Linked DNA regions of Sus scrofa: region 1 is linked to region 2. The links are chromatin contacts, called in public HiChIP or PLAC-seq maps. All regions are on one chromosome and are shown on one strand. Each heading gives the region's core, a stretch centred on a gene start, on an enhancer-like site or on the middle of the called end of the contact. The rest is flanking DNA. Distances are from core to core; before and after follow the strand shown.

Region 1 (6,603 bases), core at 3,508-6,007, 750 kb before region 2:
CTAGTAGCACAGTGGGTGAATGAGCCAGTGCTGTCACTGCAATAGCTTGGATCAATGCCGTGGTGTGGGCTGAATCCCTGGCTTGGGATCTTCCATATGCCATGGATGTGACCCCCCAAAAAAATTGTTTTTAAGTACTTTCTACATACTACAGAGTGTTTTATTTTACCTAACATACAGAATAAATATGTACATAAACACAACCCAAAAGTAATGTACAATTACCACCAAGAAACCCCTACTATCCATCCTGAAGGGTCTCCTTCAGCTTGAGAAACAACCCTAAATTTAACAAATCAAAGAGCCCCAGACCTGTGAATGCAGAGAAATAGACAATGGCAAACCTGATTCTGGAGGAAACTTTTAAGGTAGGAAGAAAATAAAAAGTTTAAAAAACAAAGAAACAAATTTTAAACAAAATATTTTCAGGAAATCCATACAAGTCAGGGGAAAAAAAAACCTTAAGCCCAACTAAGTGAGATCATATTCAAAATGTAAAAGTAAAATGGAGTTAAAAAATAGATAACTATAGGGGTCTTCAGAACTTGAAGATAAGGTTGGCCTCCAAGATGAGATGAAGGAAAATACAAGTTAATGAATTAATCTGAATAAATCCAACCATTTAAAAAGAACCGAGGAGGGAGTTCCCGTCATGGCTCAATGTTTAACTAATCCGACTAGGAACCATGAGGTTGTGGATTCAATCCCTGGCCTTGCTCAGTAGGTTAAGGATTCGGTGTTGCTGTGAGCTGTGGTGTAGGTTGCAGACACGGCTCGGATCTGGCGTTGCTGTGGCTGTGGTATAGGCCAGCAGCTACAGCTCCGATTAGACCCCTGGCCTGGGAACCTCCATATGCCGAGGGAGCAGCCCCAGAAATGGCAAAAAGAAAAAAAAAGAAAAAAGAAAAGAAAATAAAAGGAACCGAGGAGGTTCCCTGGTGGCCCAAGTTTAAGGACTTGGCATTGTCATTATTGTGGCTTGGGAACTTTCACAAGCAGTGCACATGGCCATAAATAAATATAAAAAGAATCTACCATAAGAAACACTCTGTCAATAAATGAGTGAATTAAAAAAAAATGTGTGAATGAGGAGACTGAGAAATACCCAAATACAATGAGGGTGGATAAAAGAGTTACATTTCTGAAACACATGACTAATGTCAAAAGCAAGCTATAGTCAAGTCAAATGTATAGAATGTAAAGTCCCCAAATGAGAAAATATTCCAATCACAAAGTATGTTTCATTTGGGTATTAATGGACTTTGTTAGTATGAATACATAACCCCCCAAGATCCAATCCATGCTGCCTAAATAACCTTCTGATTATAATTAGTTCTACAGAGGATTTATGGCTCAAAAAGGCATAACTTCTACTGGAAATCCTAGCCAGGAAGAAAAATCTTTCCTACCCTACAACAATCGCTAATTGCTCAACCACCACACACACATATATGGCAAGACAATCAACAAAATTATTTATTATGTACCTACTACACTCTAGGTGCTAATAAATACACAGCTAAATAAAAGGTCAAAATCCAAATCCCTATGGAGTTACATTCTGATTGGCCAAGATAAAAATATTTTTAAAACAGCAAACTTTAGAATACTTAGAAGGTCATAAGTGCTGGGAACATAAAACAAAGAGGGCTGTCAACGAGTGGTTTGTAATTTTAAATAGGGTGTCAGGGTAAGTCACTGTAAAGGTAAAGTAATGGCTCATGGATATCCAGGGAATCCCAATACCCCAACATAAAGAAGAGCAAGGGCAAAGACCTTGGGATTCAGGAGCAGCTAGGCCATAAGGGCTAGAATAGACTAGGTTTTGCAAAACAGAGAACGGAAGACAACGTCATCATAAATGGAAGGGGACAAGAAGGTAGAGGGTTGCTCTTCAACTTTCAAACTTTTAGGGAATTTTGAGCAGAGAAGCAATCAATTATTTGACTTTTTAATTCATTTTTTATTAAAATTACTTCAAATACTTGTTTTATTTATTATTTTTGCTTTTTACGGCCGCAGGTGGAGCATAGAGATCCCAGGCTAAGGGTCAAATCGGGGCTACAGCTGCCAGTCTACACCACAGCCACAGCAATGCCAGGTCCAAGTGCATCTTCGACCTACACTGTAGCACATGGCAACGCCAGATCCTTAACCCACGGAGGGGGCCCAGGGATCAAACCTACATCCTCGTGGACACTAATCCGGCTAGTTCCCAATGAGCCACAAGGGGAACTCCTGTTTTAACTTTTAAGAAGATCACTCTGTAACCTACACAGAGAACTGATTTTTGGGGGAGGAGGGCATTACAAAAATAAGGGTAGAAAATAGGGAGGCCAGTCAAGAATCTATTTTAATGATCCAGACAAGAGATAATGGCTTGAACCAGCAAGGCCAACAATGGAAAAGCTGAGAAGTGGTCAGATTCTGAATATATTCTGAAAGACAACAGAATTTGCTACTATGAACCAAGAGAGGAGTTGAAGATGACTTAAGATTTTTAGCCTGAAGAACTGAAAAGATGGAGTGGCCATTAAAACTGACTGGTCTAAACAGCTGACAACGACTGAGTACTATTAGCTAAGTGTTCAGCTAATTTCCTTACATGCATGACAACATTTAATTCTCACTACCCATGTGGTTAAGTATCCCCTACTTTTATGAAGTATAGAAACCCCCTGATTACCAGTAGGTTAAGATTCAGAACTAATAGTGGTTTTAAGCACCTATGTTACTTAACCAGTATTCAGTACATCATTACAGTCACAGAATCCAGCACTGTCCTGAGGATAACAAGCACTCAATATTTACCGAAATACTCAGCTCTTTCGAACACAGGTTAATAAGTCAAGTGACCGAGTTCACTGAACAAGTGTCTGCCTCTCAGATCTCTAACAACTTGTGCCTGTGATTGAGAAACACATCCTAAGAGTCAGGAAATTATTTGTTTTTTCAATTCGGATCACAATTTCAGAAACTGAATGAACTCTTTCATTCCCTCAGTAGAGGAACAACTAGCATGTGGGGGGGGGGCTCTAAAAAAAGATACTGACAACTGATTTCATACAGCGATCACTCTCTTACCTATGTTTTGTCACTCTCTCCCACCACACAAACCTCCCCTTGGCCTCTTATTCTGGCTTCCCAGTTCTAACTCTCTCTCTGGTCCTATTTTTCCCAACCCCATGCCCACTTCCCTATAACAGAACTAGACTACTTCCTGCTGCCTTAACTTTGCTAGTCTTGCTTCCTCAATTTCTCTAACCTTTTGTTAACGCTGTCCCCTCCACCCGCGGAAGGGGAGGTGGAGGGACTCTCTCCCTCAGCCTTAAATCTACCAAACATTCCACCTGTACCTCAGACCCAGAAGAAGCACTTCTTTCAAGGAGACCTACTGCTCCACCTCCTTGGAATCCTTACAGACCTTGCTTATGACTGGAGTATGAAATAACAGAAAGAGAAAGGTTGTGTAGGCAGAAAATCCAAGTTCCAGTTTTAGATCTATCACTTACTGGGTACCTCGAGGCTGTTTTTTTCATCTGTGAGATTCATATCACAACTCTCCATTCTCATGGAGCTGCTAGGAGGCTTAAGTGAAGATGTACCTGAAATGTCGCTCTCCATCCCTGCACATTACGCAACCTGGTATTATTCATTGCGTTCTGATTACCGAACCTCTCTTAGATCGTAAATGAAAGTCAGGGAACCTGAGTCACACTCTTTCTATCTGCCGCGGCCTCTAAAACATGTCACGCATACAGTAAGCGCTCAGTACAGGCGTGTGGCTCGCGATTCCTGCGAACCTAAAGCCGGAGCCTGGGAGATTGGTTAGGGAGGTGTGTGAGCTGGGGCGGGGCAGCCCCCAACTCAAGGGTTGGCCTCCAAGTGCACTTGGCCTCCGGGGAGCTCGGGTTTCCTCTGGCGTAAAAGTAGGTAGTAACCAACGGCTTAGCCCTCCTGCAATCTGCCCCATCTCTTCGCCCACCCCACACCTCCTCGGGCTCCGATCTTGAAAAGCCTTCCATTTTACTTGTCCTCGACAACACTCCTCCCAACACGCCTCTTCTCTCCCCGCGCCAACTGTCACCAGGACCGCCCACCCCACCCCCAGGCTCCACCGGGCACCAGGCAGACAGTCCCCCAGGCCCGACGGGGCACCAGACAGACAGTCCCCCAGGCCCGACCGAGGGGCCTGCCCCAGGCTGGTACTCACGCCCGCGGCGGCCGCGGTGACCGCGGACTGCTCAGCGGCGCCGGCCGAGCGGAGCCGCCTCCGGCCGATCTGCTCCAGACTGAGGAACTCGTTGGACAGGTCCAAGGAGTCCGTGGCCGAGGCGGCGGGGTGGCTGTGCAGCTCCAGGCTGCTGCGGAGGACCACCATCTTCTCTCCCTCTTCCGCAGAGCGTCCGCGGCGGGAGACGGACCCGATACTGGGAAACAGCCGCTCAGGCGCTTCCGCGCTCCGAATTCTGGCGCCACAAGCTGCGCGCGGGTGGCCGCAGCGCGCGCACTCGGAATCCTTCCGCCTCCTGTTCCGCCCACGCGGCCACTCTACGTCGGCGGGCTCGAAACTTTCCCCACATCTATAGAGCGAAGGACTTTGGGCCGAATTTGAAGAGAGCCCGCACGGATAGTGTGGACGACCTGAGCGGACAGTGAGCAGAAACCGCTGACTTCTTTTTCTTAGATAGTTCCGGCTCGCTGAGCTCGGCGGAGGGAGACGGCGGGTAGTGGCGCGATATCGGGTTTGGAATTTTGGCGCGTGGACGCCGGGGGGGAAGGGAGGCTCCCCGCCCGCTCTGATTGGCTGGCGGGGCCTGGCGGCCCCTCCCCGCCCCTCCTGACACCTGCCCTCCGCTTCCCGCCACGCTGGATTCAAATGCAAAATGCTGGGTCCTTGACTGAAGGGGTGGGGGAAGCGCTTGGCTTTTGACAGTTTTTGTCTCTGAGTCTTTAGAGCTTTTCACTGTTAGCTTAATCCAAACAAGTTAACAGAAAGGGATCTAAAGGCCAGTTGGCAGAGTATTATAGTTAGAGACGTAGGTTCTGTACTCAGCGCCGCCCAAGCTAGGAATTGAGCAAGTAATTCCCTTTGCCGGGTCTTTATTTCCTAATCCGTATAAACTGAGTCTATTTATAATATCTAAATTTTAAGATATTATTATACCTTAGGACCCTGTCTACACATCTAAATGTTTTATACCATTACAGAATTACAGAAAATGGCTTCTCTGGAATTAAAGCAGTTACGTGATGACTGAGAATAGATAACATGCTGAATGATCGGAATGTGAGAGGAGTCTTCCTAGTGAAACAAATAAAAGCTACTTATTGATTTGGAAATCATTTCCTTAATTCGACATTTATTAAATATTTATTGAGCATCTATTATGAGCCGGGCAGTATTCTAAGCACCAGGGATGCCACTGTGAACAATAAGAGCAAAAATGCCCTCATGGAACTTAAATTCTGGTAAAAGGGGAAGGGCAATAAACTAAGTAAATGATATGTTCGTTAAAAGAGGAAGTGCTGCAGAAATATAGAGAAAGTGAAGGGAAGCGTGCACTTCTAAACAGGGCGATCTAGGAAAGACCTCACGTAATGTAAGCAAAGACTTAAAGGAGGTTAGTTATACCTGGGAGAAGAGAAGTGCAACCAGAGGCCAGGGGAGGACAGTGGACCAATAAAATCAAAGAGGAAAAAGCTGCTGGGAGCAGATCCTGCAAGGCCTCAGCTTTAAGGTTTTTTTTGCTTTGTATAATAAGTGAGATGAAAAGACATCACAGGGTTTTGAACAAAGGAGAGACTTATTCTGACTTTTTGAAAGAATCCCTCTGGCTGCTGCATGGAGAATGCAATAAGGGGACATACTTATGCTAAAAAAATTGTTGTTCATCTGAAATTCAATTTTTAACGGGGTGTCATTTTATTTGCTAAATATGGCAACTCTACTTCGGAGGCCACTACAGTTATTCAGGCAAGAGATAATGGTGATGCAGATCAGTGGAAGTAATGAGAAATGGTTAAATTCTGGGTTTATTTGGAAGAAAGAGTCAATCGAATTTGCCAATTAATTGGATTTAGGCATGAGAGAGAGGAGCCAAAGGATGACTCCAGTACTTGGTTTTTGGTTTGCTTGCTTGAGCTGATGGCAAGATGAAGCTGCACCTAACTTAGAGAGAGAAGGCTATGGTAAAGCAAGTCTGGAGGGAATATCAGGAAATCCCTTCCATGCGCTTTTGAGATACAGAAGTTATTATATATTAAAGCACTTAAAATTCAGTCTTTTAAAAGCTTTTTAAAAAATGTATGCACCATGATATTTACCACAGCATTATTTATAATGTCAAAAAGCTGAAAACAGCTTGAATGTCTCTCATTGGGAACTTAAAAAGAATGCTATACGATCATTAAAAATTATAATGCTGGAGTTCACGCTGCGGCATGACAGGATTGGCTGTGTCTCTGAAATGCCAAGGATTCAGGTTCAATCCCCCACCACAGCTATGGCATAGGTTGCTCCAGCTGGGATCTGATCCCTGGCTTGGGAAACATATGCCAAGGGGCAGCCAAAAAAAAAAAATGATGCAACTGTGTTTAATT
Region 2 (6,782 bases), core at 3,607-6,106:
AATGAACTTTACAGAACAGATACTGACTCACAGACTTTGAAAAACTTATGTTTTACAAATGAGACATGTTGGGGGGTAGGGGGATGCACTGAAGGTTTGGGATGGAAGTGCTATAAAATTTGGTTGTGATGACTGTTGTACACCTATAAATTCATTAAGTAATTTAAAAAACTAAGTAAAAAAATAAAAAATAAATGGTAAAAAATTCTTTTAACATATACAATTACCACTTACACAGAAAAAAATTCAAGCTGATTAAGATTTAACACTGATTTAAAAAAACTGTTCTTTTCCTCTCAATATATCCCTTATTTGCTATATATAAAAGGAATCTCATTTTTAAAATATCTTAAGTATACATTTAACAAAAATATTCCCTAAGAAGGTCCTTTTCTCAAATTGTATCTTTCATTGTGCCCCCCTAAAAGCCAGCTCTTGCCTTCGTGTATAATAAGCAATAATTACAATCCCTACATAAGTGTGGAAGGCAGCCTCCAAGATGGCCCTCGATGATTTCCATTTCTTGGTATTCACCCCCTATAGAGTACCCTCCCACAGTGCACCAGGGCAAAAGAGGGTGGACTACTGCTTCTAAGACTGAGTTAAAAAAAACCTGTGGATTCCAGCTTAGGTCTCTCTCTCCAGACTAGTTATGGAGGAAGCCAGTTGCCATATCTTGAAACACTTAGGCAGCCCTGGAAGAGGCCCACAGAGCAAGGAAGTGAGACTTCTAGCTCACAGCCATGTGAATTAGCCTTCTTAGAAGTGGTTCCTCCAGCCTCAATCAAGATGCAGATGATGCAGCCCTAGCTGAAGACTTGATTACAGCTTCAAGAGAGACCCTGAGCCAAAAAGCACCCTAAGCTGTTCCAGAACTTCTGATCCTCAGAAATCCTGAGACAATACATGTTTAAGTCACTATCTTTTACGATCATTTGTTATATGGCAATGTATAAACAATGAGCACCGCCTATCCTTCAATAACCAAACTGATGTATTTGGAAAAGTTTTGAAAATATTATAAATAGAAATAGTAATTGTAAAAATTGAAAAACAAATTTGTTTAAAAATCTCAGCTAAAATTCAAAGGCAACTGTAATATCAACTTGTCAGTCCTACTTATAAAAATAATGACCCAATAATGCATTAACAGAAGATTGGACTATTTTCTGGAAGAATTGAGGGCAGGCTGAACAGATATGTTGAACACAACATTGATTTTTTTTTTTAAACTGGGGAGGAAATCAGTTTGTAATATAAAAATCACTATATCTTACTTAACTATAACAAGACTTCCCACCAAGTCTGCTTTATCTATTTACAAACTGGTTCTATTTGGGATGGAAATGCTATAAAAGTGGGTTGTGATGATTGTTGTACAACTATAAATGTAATAAAATTCACTAAAAAATTTTTAAAAACTGATTCTAAAGCTTTATTTGGTCACAGATTATATCAAATGCCTACTGATAAACACAGAGGAAAGATAAGGGCAAATGCACCAAATTTTAGCAGTAGAGATTTTTTTTCCTGTAATGAATGTTTCCATACCAAATCCAAAACACTTCATTAGATGATACAAGCACACATCCCAAGAACACAAACTTCCTATTATGAGAAACAGCTCTTTTAACAGAATTTATTTCATTAGAAAGTGCACTTAGTACATACACATTTAGCACATGGGTTGAGTTTTTATAAACATTCAAGGGGAGGGGAGGGTAAAAAAAATAAAATAAAAACATTCAAAAGGAACAATAAAAGAAAAACATGGGAGTTTTTCATTTGTCTGGGGAGAAAAACTGATTTCAGCAATAGAATGAGCGGTATGCATTCTCAACATAATAAAGCCCCTTCACCTTAAATGGTTAATGAATAGGGTAATTTAGTAGATAACTGATGATCCCAGTTATCTCCAAAGAAACTATACATATTGATATTGAAAACACTAAGACTATACCAAATATTAAAGCATCATCATCAATAAGTGTCATTTGAGTCAAAGGGCAATAATTTAGTCATCAACACTGCCAAAATCAGTTGATTAAAACTGTGAAGTTCTTTAGTTTATACAGAATAAGCATCTGACTACCACATTGTTTCCTATATCCTTTCCATTTATCTTGAAAAAAAGACAAATTGGCAATTTCTCTCTCATATAACTCACATATTACTGAGTGTAAGAGATGCTAACTGATCTCCATTGACTGAAGTTAACAGCTACTTTACAGAATATTTAAAACCATGTTAAATTTTAAAGTACTGTCTCCATTGGGAAATGCAGCATCCTCATCAAAACGTGCTAAAACCGTAAAAGGCATGAGGTAAATGTACCCATTTGTATCACAAGACATGCTTTTCAAGAACTGTCATAAAATCATATTAATAAGGCCCTCCAATCGTGTAACAATGTTAATGCATAATTTCTAAGAAACTACTCAATGAAGACCAAATGTGTTCAAGTCGTCTTGCCCATGAACAAAGAGTCCTAAAACTGATGCTCCAGTTTTAGGACTGTCTTTATAGTTTTCCAAGAAGCACATTTTCAGAATTGAGTATTTTAAAACCAAACTGATGCACACATAGCTTACAAATATGCGAGTATTTGATTATGACTTCATATAATATCATGATTATACATTTAGTAACCTATTGATTGCGATGTTGCATTTTTCCTGTAAAAGCATTGTCAGTAGACAATGTCTGGAATCATCCAATACTATAAATTGGGCCACAATTCCCTGAGCAAAGAAAAAAAAAAAAAAAAGCAGTTAAAAGGCACAACTAAAAAAGTTTCTGAAGAAGGATTACAGAAAAGGCATAATTGTTTCCTCCACTCAGGTACATACATAGACCATAGTACTTTCAACTGCCCCTGGCAAATCAAACGCCTTGTTCCAAATAAATGTATTCTTAAGGAATCTATGGAATGTTTATGTACCAACTAACCTTGAGAAGAGGAATACTTAAAAACAAAATAAACAAAAAAAACACTTTCAAACACACCAGAATGTAATATAAAATAATAATGTATTCGGTCTGTGTCACCGCATTTAAATGGCAAAAGTATTTTAAGACTGTTTATTTGCTCCCTTCATCCTTTTGATTTTCTGACTTTTTCAGCTTTTTCACTTGGACTCAAACTCTGACCTACCAGCATTGTGCACTGGTTTTAAAAATATCCTCTTTTAACATGTTAGCTTAAAAATAGCTTTGCTTTCACCATTCCGAATTATTTTTGCGCATAAATCCAAAATACTTTTGCTTTTTACTGTAGAGCCACAGATTTCCAGAAAAAATACCTCCTTATCTACTGCATTCTTCCCTCCTCTAGGGAAACCACAAAAACTGGGGTTTAACTTGGCAACACCCAACCTATGATGGGCTTGCAAGTATGTATCTGCAGATACTGGTTTGACCCATTCTTTCCATTCCCCAGGAAAATGTTTCCTTCGGCTGCTTAAAAGAATACAACTACAGATTTGTGCAAAGAAGCAGCTGAGAGCAACTCCGCCTTACGAAGCAACAGCCCTTCTTTTGGACACCCATACACCTTGTTTTAGGATCATTCAACAAAGTTTCTTCCTGCGTCTAGGCTTTGCAGCGCTTTTGAAGGAGGCACTGCAGGCCACTCGCGTGGCTGCACGTTCACCGGAACGCAGCAAGGGCTTGGGGGCAGGAGGGCTGCGGGGGGGAGCGGGGCTGGGGGGAGGACACAGCCAATCTAAACAAAATCAATTCAGCATCCGTCGGCAATTGGGGCTGAAGCGCCGATTTTGAGGCTGGGGAGGAACCAGCCAAGCGCTGGCCCTGGCACGATCCGCCCCGTCCTACCTGCCCCGGGGACACTTAGGAGGCGGAAAGTTCCCCCCGTCGGACGTCCCAGGCGCCGGGCCAGGCGGGCGAGGGGGGCGGCGGCGAGGAGCCCGGGCCGAGCGGTGGGCAGCCTCCCGGGGCGCCGGTGGGGGAGGGGAGGGCGCCCGGCCCCCGCCCCCCGGCTCGCCCCCCTCGCGCCTCCCTTACCTTGGGCGATGGCAATGGACTCGAAGCGGTGCAGCTCCTTGAGCAGGCAGGTCCTCTCGCTGGAGTGCAGGCTGTAGATGAAGTCGCGCGCGCCCTGCGCCGTGTTCAGCGCCTCCATGGGTTCCTTCTTCGGGTGGGTACCCAGCGCCCGGGGGCCGCCCGGGGCCGCGAGCGCCAGCAGCCCCCGCCCGCAGCCGCACCAGGACGGCGGGCGGGGCGCGGCGGCGGCCGGGCCCGGCCTCAGGCTGCGCGCGGTCCGGCTCCTCAGCAGCGGCAGCAGCCGGGACATGGCGGGCTGAGGAGCGAGGACCCCCGCGGCAGCCCGGGAGGGAGATTTCTGGCGCCGCTGCGCGAAGAAGGAGCTGGGCTCAGCTCGACCCCGCCCCGATGTCCTCCTGACAGGCAGCCGAGACGCCGGGCACCATGCACTCCCCGGGCCCACGCGGCTGTCGCCTCCTCTTCCGTCCTCCTTCCCTTCCCAAAGGCCAGTGGCGCCTCCAGTCCCTTCCGACGACAAAAACTTTCTCTGAGGCAGCCGGGCCGGGAGAGCGCTCCCGGAGAAGGCGGGCGGGCTGTGCGGGCGGGCGCCTCCCAGCTGAGGAGAAGCGGCGCGGGCGGGCGGGCGGGTCCGGCAAGGGTTAGTGTCTGTCAGTCTGATCTTCCAGAGGGATGAGTCAGCCACGCGCCGCCCTTCTCCAGCACCGCCCTCCTCTGTCTCTGGTTTTCCCACCCTCTCACTTGCCCTAGTCCCCACTCCATACGACTCCCGCGCCCTCACAGCAACCACGCTCTCAGGCCTCAGACGCCATCACTACCCCTAGCGGCGATACAGTGGGTAACAGGGCGGGGCGAAGGAAAGGGGCGGGGCGCGGCGGGGCCGCGCAGGCGCAGTATGCAGATTCGCAGGCCGCGGTTTCCCCCCCCCCGCCCCGGGAAAGGAGTGTGCACGCGCTTCGGGTGCGTGAAGGTGGAGGGTGAGAAGGCTAGCACTCCTTGCGCTGGCCTCCGTCACGTTTCTATCGGCTGTGGGGAATTGGGAAGAAGAGCTTTGAGCCACTCGCTCTGCCAGGTAATGTGGCTACGACACGGCCCGCTGTAGCGCCGGGCCTGAGTCTTAAATCTGAGGTTAATTCTGAACGATGCTCCGGCTTGCGGCCCCCTTCGCCTGGCCCCGGCCGAACCACAGAGCCCTATTCAGGCTTTGAGGGACTGAAGAGCTCAAGCGGCGCCCTTTGCCAAGTCCATGCATACCACCGCTTCCGCCAGACACTCGGGTCTCTGAGGCACCTACTCTGAGAGCTCCAAAGAGAGGGTGAGGCCAGTTCTCCCCTTTCCCAAGAAGAGTCTGAGACTGAAACCTTGATGCTGAGAACACCTTTCCCCTTTCTGATGCAAGCAGCTTGCAGATTGTTAATGCCGGAGCCTGAGGCAAGAATGTCACAGACCTTTCCCAGGTGTTTGTTAAGGTTTGTTTGGCTGTTTCTTTCTCTCAGCTGAGGCAGAAAATATTTTGCGAGCCTCCCCCATTCCCACATGTCCTAGGCATCTTGCAAGGCCCCATACGTTCATAGGGTCTCCTGTTCTGAGCTTTCATTTATCTCTGCCTGAGGGAGGAGATCTCAGCTTTATCTGAACCTGTCTCATGACACTTAGGCTTCCTGTCTTCTTAGAGAATAGATCCACTTAGAGAATAAATCTGCTCAAGTGTAATCAAGATCTAAATCCTATCCTTATCACATGCACTGTTACACCCAGCCCAAGAGCAGTGTATGCAGTAGACATGCTATCATAGTGTAAATGCGATGTATAAATGCGAATCAGAGGAGGAACATTATCGCTAAATCCTCCTGCCTTCAAAATGGTTCTCAAAGTGTGGCCTTTGGGCAGCAGTTTGTTAGTTATGCAAATTCAAATTCCGGTACTCCACCAAAGACCTTCGGACTCTGAAAGTGGGGGGTGGGCCCAGTCATCTGCATTTTAACAAGCCCTCCAGTTAACACTGAAGCACACAAAAGTTTGAGAACCACTTCACTAACTTAAACATGGAAAGCATTGTTTACATTTTTTAATTTGATAGCAGTGCAGTAGTGTAATAGTGACAATTTAAAATGTTCTCTGGGAGTGCCCGTCGTCATGGCTCAGCGGAAATGAGTCTGACTAGTATCCATGAGGACACAGGTTCGATCCCTGACCTTGCTCTGTGGGTTAAGGATCCGGCGTTGCCGTAAGCTGTGGTATAGGTCACAGATGCAGCTCCGATCTGGTGTTGCTGTGGTGTAGGCCATAGGCCAGCGGCTACAGCTCCTATTCAACCCCTCGCCTGGGAACTTCCATATGCTATGGGTGTGGCCCTAAAAAAATTTTTTTAATTAAAAAAATAAAAATAAAAATGTTCTCTGAAGTTCCCTTGTGGGGAAACAGGTGAAGGATCTGGCATTGCTGCCGTGTGGCTCAGGTGCAACTGTGGTGTGGGTTGGATCCCTGGCCCAGGGAACTTCCACGTGTGCAGTTTCAGTTTGGGGGGAACAGGGATGTTGTCTGTGGAAAATGCAAGGTGTTTATGTAGAGACTTTATCTTTGAAACACCCTACAACCTCCAGTGTGTGTTAGAATCTTAGGCAGAGCTATTCAAGTCTTAAATTCTTGGGATTTCTACCGCCCTCCCCCAACATCCCTTACTCCCAAGAGATTCTGACTCATTGGGCTTGAAGTGGGGCCTGGGAAGAGAAGTTTGAAAGAAGCTCTTCAGTAAGAATTCC

What was found. HiChIP or PLAC-seq counts read pairs in DNA pulled down with a chosen protein or histone mark.
Region 1: a contact with region 2 is called in an H3K27ac HiChIP or PLAC-seq map of alveolar macrophages. The contact joins the promoter of ATAD2 here to the promoter of TMEM65 in region 2. A contact is called at or near these places in 2 of 47 Hi-C or Micro-C datasets (heart right ventricle and liver) and 2 of 2 datasets of contacts at active chromatin or transcription factors (alveolar macrophages and skeletal muscle).

What each region holds. Positions count from the first base shown.
Region 1 is chr4:16,010,432-16,017,034 of Sscrofa11.1, reverse strand. ATAD2 (ATPase family AAA domain-containing protein 2) reads right to left here and starts at 4,757. Exons shown (of 28, transcript XM_001926030.7): 1 at 4,214-4,757. The coding sequence starts at 4,381.
Region 2 is chr4:15,261,474-15,268,255 of Sscrofa11.1, reverse strand. TMEM65 (transmembrane protein 65) reads right to left here and starts at 4,856. Exons shown (of 8, transcript XM_021088951.1): 1 at 4,024-4,856. The coding sequence starts at 4,312. It overlaps LOC102157933 (a long non-coding RNA gene), which reads left to right and starts at 4,946. Exons shown (of 7, transcript XR_002343112.1): 1 at 4,946-5,489.